2 separate regions of the Mus musculus genome follow, and region 2 is linked to region 1. A link is a contact called in public HiChIP or PLAC-seq data. All regions are on one chromosome and are shown on one strand. The core of a region is the stretch at or near the end of the contact, and the rest is flanking DNA. Distances in the headings are between cores, read along the strand shown.

What was found. HiChIP or PLAC-seq counts read pairs in DNA pulled down with a chosen protein or histone mark.
Region 2: a contact with region 1 is called in an H3K27ac HiChIP or PLAC-seq map of regulatory T cells, with 5 times the contacts expected there. The contact joins two enhancer-like sites. A contact is called at or near these places in 9 of 39 promoter capture datasets (the 3T3-L1 cell line, the SN4741 cell line, cranial neural crest and 4 more), 1 of 15 datasets of contacts at CTCF or cohesin (the NIH/3T3 cell line), 1 of 484 Hi-C or Micro-C datasets (bone marrow-derived macrophages), 10 of 115 datasets of contacts at active chromatin or transcription factors (bone marrow-derived macrophages, craniofacial prominence, embryonic forebrain and 5 more) and 1 of 9 other capture datasets (pancreatic islet).

Annotation. Positions count from the first base shown.
Region 1 is chr10:13,045,344-13,050,517 of GRCm38.p6, reverse strand. No RefSeq gene overlaps it. Among named protein-coding and RNA genes, the nearest start is that of Gm40602, 13 kb to the left of the region's middle. Within about 2 kb of position 2,532, at least 5 of the 459 cell types and tissues checked have an H3K27ac peak or open chromatin away from gene starts, as enhancers often do. A contact at or near this core is called in regulatory T cells, where this site is marked.
Region 2 is chr10:13,463,924-13,469,097 of GRCm38.p6, reverse strand. The region is part of intron 1 of Phactr2 (phosphatase and actin regulator 2); the gene reads left to right. Among named protein-coding and RNA genes, the nearest start is that of Phactr2, 7.9 kb to the left of the region's middle. Within about 2 kb of position 2,042, at least 26 of the 459 cell types and tissues checked have an H3K27ac peak or open chromatin away from gene starts, as enhancers often do. A contact at or near this core is called in regulatory T cells, where this site is marked.

The DNA of each region.
Region 1 (5,174 bases), core at 1,283-3,782:
TGTTTTGGAAAAGTTGCTAAGAGATAGTGTACTATGTTATAAGTAATGTGTTTTAACTTTTAAATATGTTGCTGGGGCTCCCAGTTACTGGTTCTCAGTCTCCTCTGTATGAGAATTTGAAAAGAGGACTCAGACAGGGTCCCCATAGAAGGAGCTAGAGAAAGTACCCAAGGAGCTGAAGGGGTCTGCAGCCCTATAGGAGGAACATCGATATGAACTAACCAGTACCCCCAGAGCTCCCTGGGACTAAACCACCAACCAAAGAAAACACATGGTGGGACCCATGGCTCCAGCTGCATATGTAGCAGAGAATGGCCTAGTCGTTCATCAATGGGAGGAGAGGCCCTTGGACTTGTGAAGGTTCTATGCCCCTGTATAGGGGAATGCCAGGACCAGGAAGCAGGAGTGAGTGGGTTTCGAAGCAGGGGGAGGGAAGAGGGGATAGGGGATTTTCAGAGGGAAAACTAGGAAAGGGGATAACATTTGAAATGTAAATAAAGAAAATATCTAATAACAAGAAAAGGAAAAGAGGGCTCAGAAGGAAGCTTTTGGACTATTTAGTTCAAGAAAAGGGCATGGAGTCCCTGCCACCTGCCACCTCTCTCTGAACTAACTTGGAGACAGTAATTGGTGTGTGTGTGTGTTGGGGGATGGTTTCCTTGAAGTCTAGACTTGGAAAAATGGAAGAGAGCTGAAATACAGATCATCATATGCTTCCAAGAAAGGCAGTTCCCACTTCCAAAGCAGATGTATGCTCAGCATCTTCAGTGGAGCAATAGATGAAAAATCTCTATTCTTGAATAAGTTCTTTGTTGTCCTGTGGAAGTTCCTTGAAGGATGAGACTGGCTTTGACTCTTCTAACATTTTTCAGGCTCGACAAAATCTTGAATTCCTACTACCAACCTAGCTCATGTCTTGAGTCAAGGTCTCTCACTGATTCTGCTAGGCTGGCTGACCAGGAAGTCTTAGTCACCTTCTTGTCTCCTGCACTAGGAGCACAGGCATGTGCCACCAAGGTTGCCTGTTTATACATGGATGCTGGAGATCATGCTTGCTCCTCATTCTTGCAAGTCAAGTATTTCTCCCAATGAGGCCATATCCCAAACACCTGTTAGTGAATCATGGGTGAAACCACAGAGCATAGCCTGGCATGGCAAGCTGCTCCTAAGATGGCTTGTGTTCCTTGGCTAGGGCTGTCAGAACAAAGGCCAACCTTTTTTATTATTACTATTATTATTATTTTTTATGTGTATGTTTTCACCTGTATGTATATATGTGCACCATGTGCATGCCTGATTCCCATAGAGGTCGGAGGAAGACATTAGATCTCCTGGAACTGGGATTACAGATGGTTGTGAAGCACCACGTGGATACAGAGAATTGAACTTGGGTCTTCTGCAAGGACAGCTGAGCTGTCTCTCCAGCCCCACAGATACTCTCTTACACACCAGGAGTCTATTATCCCTGATGTGGGTGAAAGTTGAGCTTTCAAGGGCACAGGAGAGCTGGCTCCATCCCAGAATCTGCTCCGTACCTGACTTTCAGTTCCTGAGGAGTGGCTGGCAATCTTAGGGATTCCTTGACTTTTCACCCCAGGGTCTGGCTTCCTGCTCACATGACATTCTTCCTGTGTGAATGTCTGACTCTGGACAAATTTCCCGTTTTTATAAATACACCAGTCATATTGGATTGGGGCCCATCCTTCTGACCTCAATTTGAATTTGGTTACCCCTGTAAAGTCCCTGCTTCTAAATGAGGTTATACACGGAGGGTGGGTATGCAATTCAGACTGCAGAACTATTTTCTATGGTGAATGTTTCTGCTGCTTTGTTTCTTTCTGTTATTTTTACTTCTATTTCCCTCAACTTAGATGCCGTGGCTTCATTCACCAATGGCACAGAGCATACTTCTCCATTCCCTCCCATTTACGCCTTTTCTCTGTCCTTTCTTTTATATCCCTAGTCCATCCAGTTCTATGCAATATGCACACTGATGCAGGGTCAAACTTGTAACAGCAAACCTTTGAACAGGAAAGCTCTGCGTGGAAATGCTCGTCCTCCTCAGTGTTTTGAGTCTGGGCGCCTTCCCTTGGCATTAGGCTCTCTTTCAGTGTGACTTCAGGTGGAGCTCCTTGAGGATGCCTCTACTTTTGACTGGCTTTCCTCTTCAATGCCTGTTTCTCATTCTCTCTTCTCCTTTCCCCCCTTTCCCCACCTTGATTACCCAAGTGACATCCCAATGTCCTTTAAATACCCTAGGATCCACTTCTTTTCAAAGAGCTTCTAGGTTACACTGCAGTTATCACCACCTCTTCCAAAATCATAAACCTTCATTTCTCCTTTGTGGTGCTACTGATCCACCCCAGGATTTTGTAAGTGCTGGGTAAGCATTCTGTTGCTGAGCCACATCCCCAGCCGCCCTCCTCCTCCTCCTCCTCCTCCTCCTCCTCCTCTCCCCACGCCCCAAACCTTTCAGCCCTTACAGCAAACAGGTACTTCAGTTCATCTAATCTAAAATGTCACTAGATGAGAGGATGTGCCGCTAGTTTGTTTATCACCGTTACCAGGGAAACCAATGTTTGTCTCCTTTTGGGCTTTTAGTCTCATTAATAAAAGAAATTTTAAATGGAGTCAGAAGGAAGCTTGAGGACAATTTTATTAAATTTTGAGAGAAAAACAACTTGACAGGCAAGCTGGAAATTCCCCAGCTGTCAAGAGGAGGGAGATGGGGGAAAATAATACCTTTAGAGTTAGGCACGGCTGTCAGAGAAACAGTGAGAAAGCTCCAAATGCCAGGGGACATTATGAGGACAAACATGATCAGCTTCAGGGCTGAGTTCAGAAGGTACCCCATCCCAAACTCTGTGTCCCAGGATAAAAGAGAACACCAGGGACACGGAATACAAACACTGTTTGGTTTTAAAGAAAAAACACTCCCAAGAATAGAGTGGCCAGTGAGCTGAGGAAACAACCCCAACTGGACTGGACCAGGAGATGTGTAGCCCTGTATGTGTCCGTGATGTGACGCCACATCACTTGTTTGCATCGCCCGGGGTTTTCTTGGGCATGCGCTGTACCTTAGATAAATGGCATCCAGTCTTTTCCAGGATTTACTTCCTTGCACTGCCAGGCAGGTTCTGCTCTGTCCTTCCTGGCTTCTCCAGGATCTCCACTTCTCTGAACTATTTGGCATCACCCCCAGGTTTCCGGAATCCTCAGGGGATCTTGCTTCCCCACACTACCAAGTAGGTCCTGTTCCTTCCCACGTGTATGCCTCCTGATCTCACATGTGGATTTTCTGAGGTCTCATACCTCCAACATCTAATTGAGTAGACTGACTCCAGGCATGGAGAGCCACACCACAGAGCTGCAGAGGAGAGGACTAGCCATGCATGTATGAAACTTGGATAGTGACTATAGGTAAGACAGTAGTGGACTCTCCACAGCAGATCAGTGGTGGAACCTGTAGCCTTGAACACCAGTCCTGTGGAGAAAAACAATGTCTCAACCCTCTTCCAACTTAGTCCTTTTCTGTATATTTTACTACCTCTGCTGAAAGGAGAAAGATGATTCAACAAAAAGAAATACCCCAGTAATAAAGTTCTTCAGATGTGTAGTCCCAGTGCAGAAACAAAAGTAACATGACTAAACACAACAACAATGCCTGCACTAGTCCTGCACTAGAAATGGCTCCCACTGAGAAAGGCCTGGGAGACAAATAGTTCAAAGGAATCACTGTATGTTTAAAGGACTCAGAGAAGGTATGATGATACCTCAAGAGAATAAAAATAAAGAGCTGAATGAATGAAGAAACCAATCCAAGATTTAAAACAACAACAACAAACCAAAAAACAAAAAACAAACAAACAAACAAAAAAAACAGAACTCAATAAAGAGATAGAATTACTGTCATAGTTTGACTCTGCTTGGCCCAGGAGTAGCACTATTAGGTGTGGCCTTCTTAGAGGAAGTGTGTCACTATAGGTATGGGCTTTGAGGTCCTATGCTCAAGTTCTGCCCAGTACAGAAGAAAGAGTCTTCTTCTAGCTGCCTTCAGGTCAAGATGTAGAACTCTTGGCTCTTCCAGTTTCATGTCTGTCTGGATGCTGCCATGCTTCTCACCATAATGATAATGGACTGAACCTATGAAAACTGTAAGCCAGCCCAAATTAAATATTTTCCTTTATAAGAGTAACCTTTGTCACGGTGTCTCTTCATAGCAATAAAACCCTAAGACACATACCCACACAGAAATGGTAGAAACAAAAACTCAATAATCCAAATTATAATCGCAGTGGAAAGCTTCGGCAAAAGAATGTATCCTAGGAAAAAGAGAGTCAGCACCGGGAGATGAAGTACAAGGGTAAGATGATGCAGGGCAGGTCAATGAGAAGCATTTTAAAAGCTAAACGGAATGGAACATGGGAGAGTTCTAGAATACCATGAAAGCAGTTAACCTATGATATTATGGGCAGAGAAGAAGACTACTATACCAAAAGCATGAAGTATGATAGAGCCCCTCAATCATAAACATAGGAATCCTATCTGTTCTGGATGGGTCTGTGTCAACTTGACACAAACTAAAATCATCTTAGAGGAAGAACCTCAACTGAGAAAATACCTCTGTATATTTAGGGTATAGATAGGCCTATAAGGCATTTTCTGTTATTGATGGGGAAGGGCCCATCTCATTGTGGGTAGAGTCACCCCTGGACTAGTGGCCCTGGGTTATATAAGAAAGCAGGGTGAACAAGCCAGTAATCAGCATTTCTCCATGGGCTCTGCATCAGCTGCCGTCTCTATGTAACTGCCCTTTTTGAGTTCCTGTCCTGACTTCTTCAGTGATGAAGTATAAGCCAAATAAACCCTTTCCTCCTCAACTTGATTTTGGTCATGGTGTTTCATTATCACAGCAAATAGAAGCCCTAACTGGATACTTACTATAAGGTTACATGTGACCTTGATCAGCCATTATTGGTCAGCCCAGAAAGGAACGTCTTTAGAGACAGTACACTATCTCCCTTGGGAATCAATCTCCTTCCTGAGAAGGAGAGACCAGTGTGCTATGGCTGTGTAACAGAATTTTTCCCTAATTAATTGATTGGATAATAAAGATGACAAGAAGCCAATCTCTGGGCAAGGAGAAGGCGGGCCTTCCAGTCTGAGAGTGGAAG
Region 2 (5,174 bases), core at 793-3,292, 420 kb before region 1:
AATAAGATTGTGGTTATCGTCTCTGTGATCTTGGTCATGTTCATTCCCTCCCTGTACTTGACTTCCTCATAGCTGACCTGGAAATGATTAGTAAGCGTTAATACCTTGCTTACTGGATGGTTATGGGGGTGAAAGGTGAGAAACAGATCTTGAACTTTAAGGCTCTGGGTAAAGTGTGTCATCTGGCATACTTCTATTGAAAGGTTGGTTTAAGTACATTAGCAGGAGTCTCTCACCTTGCATACACTGTGAGACACTCACAAACAGAAGTCAGCTTTCCTTATTTTTGCATTGTTGGTGCCTAGGTTTTAGGACCTGATATATACAGTACATACAAGTGCCTGCTTGATATTTATGGAACTGATGAATGGCTTAACTAGGTCAGATATTTTAGCGTTAGACATCTGTCAAAAAGTAGCCTAAAGTATGTGTGTGTGTAGGTGTGTGTGTGTGTGTGTGAGTGTGTGTGTGTCTGTGTGTGTGTGTGTCTGTGTGTGTGTGTCTGTGTATGTGTGTGTAGGTGTGAGTGTGTGTGAGTGTGTGTGTATGTGTGTATGTGTGTGTGTGTCTGTGTGTGTCTGTGTGTGTGTGTGTGTGTGTGTGTAGGTGTGTTTGGGTGCATGTGCACTATAGTTTTGATTCTCAGATTTCTAACGTGAAAAAGAACCAAGCAGATGAGTTCATTTTCTTTTTCAAGAGCTGCTCATAAGCTCCCTAGAGCTTCCAGGGAAGGGGCCTATTGCACAAGGCTCACTGAGCCACAGCCACAGGAGACAGTTTGTAGAGAGGAAGTAATGACTCTCTGTCCCACCTGAGGCCAGTACAGATGAAATCCCAGACCCGGGGACTCTGCAGAATCATGGGAATGCTCTGCTAGTACCAGATCCAAGAGTGTGGCGAAGGAGGGTGAGAAGGCAGCAAACTGTGACTGATGCAGTCCTGAGCTGGCTGCACACACCACCAGGCTTCACCTTCACAGCGACCTTCCCTTTCGAGATAGGGAAAATGGTTTTTAAAAGGTGGAGGCGGACAGCCATTGGGTGTCAGGGAAATCCTGGACCCAGAACCACATCTTCCTGACTTCAGAGTACACACGCCAGGTCTCAGTGTGCTGGAGCACCCACTGTCCCCTCATAGAAAGAGCTCAGGGAACCCCACCACCTCCACCAAAAAGGAGAAAGCTACATCATATTTTAAAACTCAAATACACCATTGTGAGGAAGAGCATCAGGATGAACAACTCTTCTGGATTAACTTCAGGGCTCAGGGAATGGAAGATCCAGGTTTACATGCCTGTCTGTGTAAAAGCTGGACACATACTGAGAACCAGTGTGCTCTCGTGTCCTACTGCGAGTGGAGTGGTGGAAACAGGAGAAAGCCCACAAGTGTGCAGGCCAGCTAGCCTGGCCTATGCAATGGAATTCACCAAAACTCTCACAAACACAGGAGGAGGAGAGCACCAGCCCCTGAGACTGCTCTCTTATCTCCACATGTGCACAACAGCACATGTACACTCATGTCTACACACATGAACACACATATGAATACACACATGCACGCAAGAAGACACACACATGAATGCTCTTGCTCAAACACACATGCACACACACACATGTGTACACCCACCTACACAAGAATTCTCTCTCTCTCTCTCTCTCGCTCTCTCTCTCTCTCTCTCACACACACACACACACACACAACACACACACACCCCAATCAGAAGTTTTTCTGCCAAAATAAAATTCTTTCAAGTCCTTAGCTTAGTGGCTGCCCACTCTAAGGCACATCTAACAGGTCAAGTTTTAGCAACATTCCAAGCCAGTAGTACTAGTCAGAAATCACTAATTAGTCACCCTTTTAATCGAAAACTACCCAGGCTTGGAGTTATGAGCACAACTCGTATGTAAGGACCATAGTGCATCTCAAAGTTCAAGTGTACTTTCAGATACAATGAAACTCGGGAGAGAAGAAAACAGCACAAAACTGGGAGGCAGCCTCAGTGCGTGAGTCATCGCCTTTGATCACAGTAGCTGAAAGCTGCACAAAGCAGTAGGCTGTACTGACTTGCCTTAGAAAAGTGTCTTAGCTTACTTTGTGACCAACCAGCTAACTCTTGACATTTATGAACCTTACCTTGCAAGTTTTTTGGTGCCTCTGTGAGGTCTTGGAGAGAAAAATAACGAAAGAAAATAACTTATGTCTCCTAACAGGAAGACTCTTAAGACTTATGATAATTGCATCTTATGAGAAAGGTCATCTCAGTGACTCTATCTATCTTATTTTTGAGATCAATGTGTCCTTTTAGGTCTCTGGACTGTGGTTCAAGAATGTCAAAGGCACAGGTAGGACTTTGCTTTGGATCAGCAGCTCTTATATCTGAAGTATAAGTGTGTCTGTCTGTCTGTCTGTCACACACACACACACACACACACACACACACACACACACACAGAGTTATATGTGATATGTAATTTATTGTTGTGACCCAAGTGAATGTCTCTGATTTTCTCCAGTGTTCACATGTAGTCTTACCTACCTGATTGTTGGCTTGTCTTCCTGTAGATGTGTAACGTCCCTTGAAGCGGCCTAAACATCAATAATTAAGGTATTACAAGCTCTTCTTCCTCAACCTACCAGACACCATAGATTCTAAACTTCTACTCCAGAAGCCTTGGTGGACAGAAAGGCATGGTGATGATGACAGAGAATTCATCCAGATTTAATAAGCAAATTCCTCTTCACAGTTGGTATATCAGAGGAGTGCGTGCTTATTCCAGTCATAATATTACTGGTCACAACAGACTTTGACTTCCAATACTTCCCAGCATGGTGCTTTGCTTAAGAATATTTATGATCAATTGTGACCTCTCACTTTTGTGTGTGTGTGTCTGTCTGTCTGTGTTTTTTAATGTATGTATGTGTGCAGGCACATGTATACATGTGTGTACGTGCATGTGAATGACAGAGGTCAGTCGAGCATTGTTTCTCTAGTGTCATCTACCTTATTATTATTAAATATTGCTTTTAAATTTCTTTAAATATAAATAGTGTGTGTGTGTGTGTGTGTGTGCGCGCGCGTGCGCGCGCGCGCAGGTCATGGAACCTGTGTAGAGGTCATATGACAACTTTGAGGGATTGGTTCTCTTCTTCAGCAATGTGGGTCTTTGGAATTGAACTCAGCACATCCATTTTGGCAGCAAGTGCCTTTACCTTCAGAGCCATCTCAATGACCCCTTCCATCTTATTTTTAAGATAGCCTCTCCTTGGCTTGGACCTCTTCCATTAAGCCAGACTGGCTGGCCAATGAGCCTCAGAGAGCCATCCATCTCTACCTACCTCAATGCTGAGATTACAATGGCATGCTACCACACCCAATGTGGTGGTTTGAATAAAAATAGCCCCCATAGATCCATAGGAAGTGGCACTATTAGGAGGTGTGGCTTCATTGGAGTAGGTGTGCCTTTGTTGGAGGAGTGCATCATGAGGGGGTGGGCTTTGGGGTCTTAAACCAGGCCTAGTGGGTCAATTCACTTCCTGCTGTCTGTCAGTCTGGATTTAGAACTCTCGACACCTTCTCCAGAACCATACCGACTTCTATGCCACCATGCTTCACACCATGATAATAATGGACTAAACCGCTGAACTATAAGTCAGCCCCAAATAAATCTTTTCCTTTTTAAGAGTGTTTGTAGTTATGGTGTCTCTTCACAGCAATAACATCCTAATTAAGATATCCAACTTTTTTTGTAATGTGAATTCTGAATATAGAACTCAGGTCCTGTGCTTGCAAGCCAGACACAGTTTCAAGTACCAATTGAACTATCACCCCAGCCCTGTGATGGCTGTTTTTGTTCCCTTATGGAGGCTATAATTCAGTATAGGTCTTCAGAGCTCACTTTGCAAGTCCCAGATTCCTACCATAAAGTAAGAGTTGAGGCACTGCAAAAAGGGCAAGGTTTATGGCCATATGGTGAGAATAGATTCCTATGTCCTTGCAGGAGGTTTCATGGTAATAAGAGTTATTTGGACAGCTACTCAGTGGGCGAGCAGGTCCAATACAGAGGTGCGTGTTAGTTTAAGGCCTAAAGGAAGGAGTTGAAATGGAGGGTAATCTCTTACCCTATTGTCTTATATTTCTGGAGATCTGTCTATCTATCTATCTATCTATCTATCTATCTATCTATCTATCTATCTATCTATCTATCTATCTATCATATATCTATCTATCATATATCTATCTATCTATCTATCTATCTATCTATCTAGTGCATATGAACTGCTATAATAAAAATGCCATAGACTATTAAAACAACACAGATTTATTTCTCACAGATTTGAAGGCCAGGAATTTTTATTCCAGCAGTCTGGGTGTGACTTGGATGTCAGTTCTTTTGATAGCAAGCTATCTGCCAACAACTAAGCCAAAGTGTTTATCGTATGTATATAGGAACAGGTAAAAACTTGATTCTCAAATGTTCTAAACTGAAAAATATAATCAAGTAGATGTTTGTATGGCTTTTTCATGAGCTGCACATGAGCTCCCTAGAGCTTCCAGGGAAGGGGCCTATTGCACAAGGCTCACTGAGCCACAGCCACAGGAGACAGTTTGTAGAGAGGAAGTAATGACTCTCTGTCCCACCTGAGACCAGTACAGATGAAATCCCAGACCCGGGGACTCTGCAGAATCATGGGAATGCTCTGCTAGTACCAGATCCAAGAGTGTGGCGAAGGAGGGTGAGTAGGCAGCAAACTGTGACTGATGCAGTCCTGAGCTGGCTGCACACACCACCAGGCTTCACCTTGACAGCAACCCCTTTCAACGTAAGGAACCTAGTTTTTAAAAATTGAATTGGGAGCTGGGCAGTAGTGGTTCATGCCTTTAATTTCAGCCTCCAGGAGGCAGAGGCAGAGGCGGAGGAGGAGGCGGAGGAAGTGGCAGATTTCTGTAAGTTCAGGGCAGTCTGGTCTACAGTGAGTCCCACGACAGTCAGGGATACAGAGAAACCCTGTTTCAAAACAAGCAAGCAAGCAAGCAAACAAACAAAAACTGAATTCAGGATGCTCAAGTCCTTTGGGTGGCAGGGAAGTAACTGTACCTGACTTCAGAGTCCACACTTTTTGCTCGTGTGCATCTGAGTACATATCCGTCACCCATCATAGAAGCAGCTCATGGA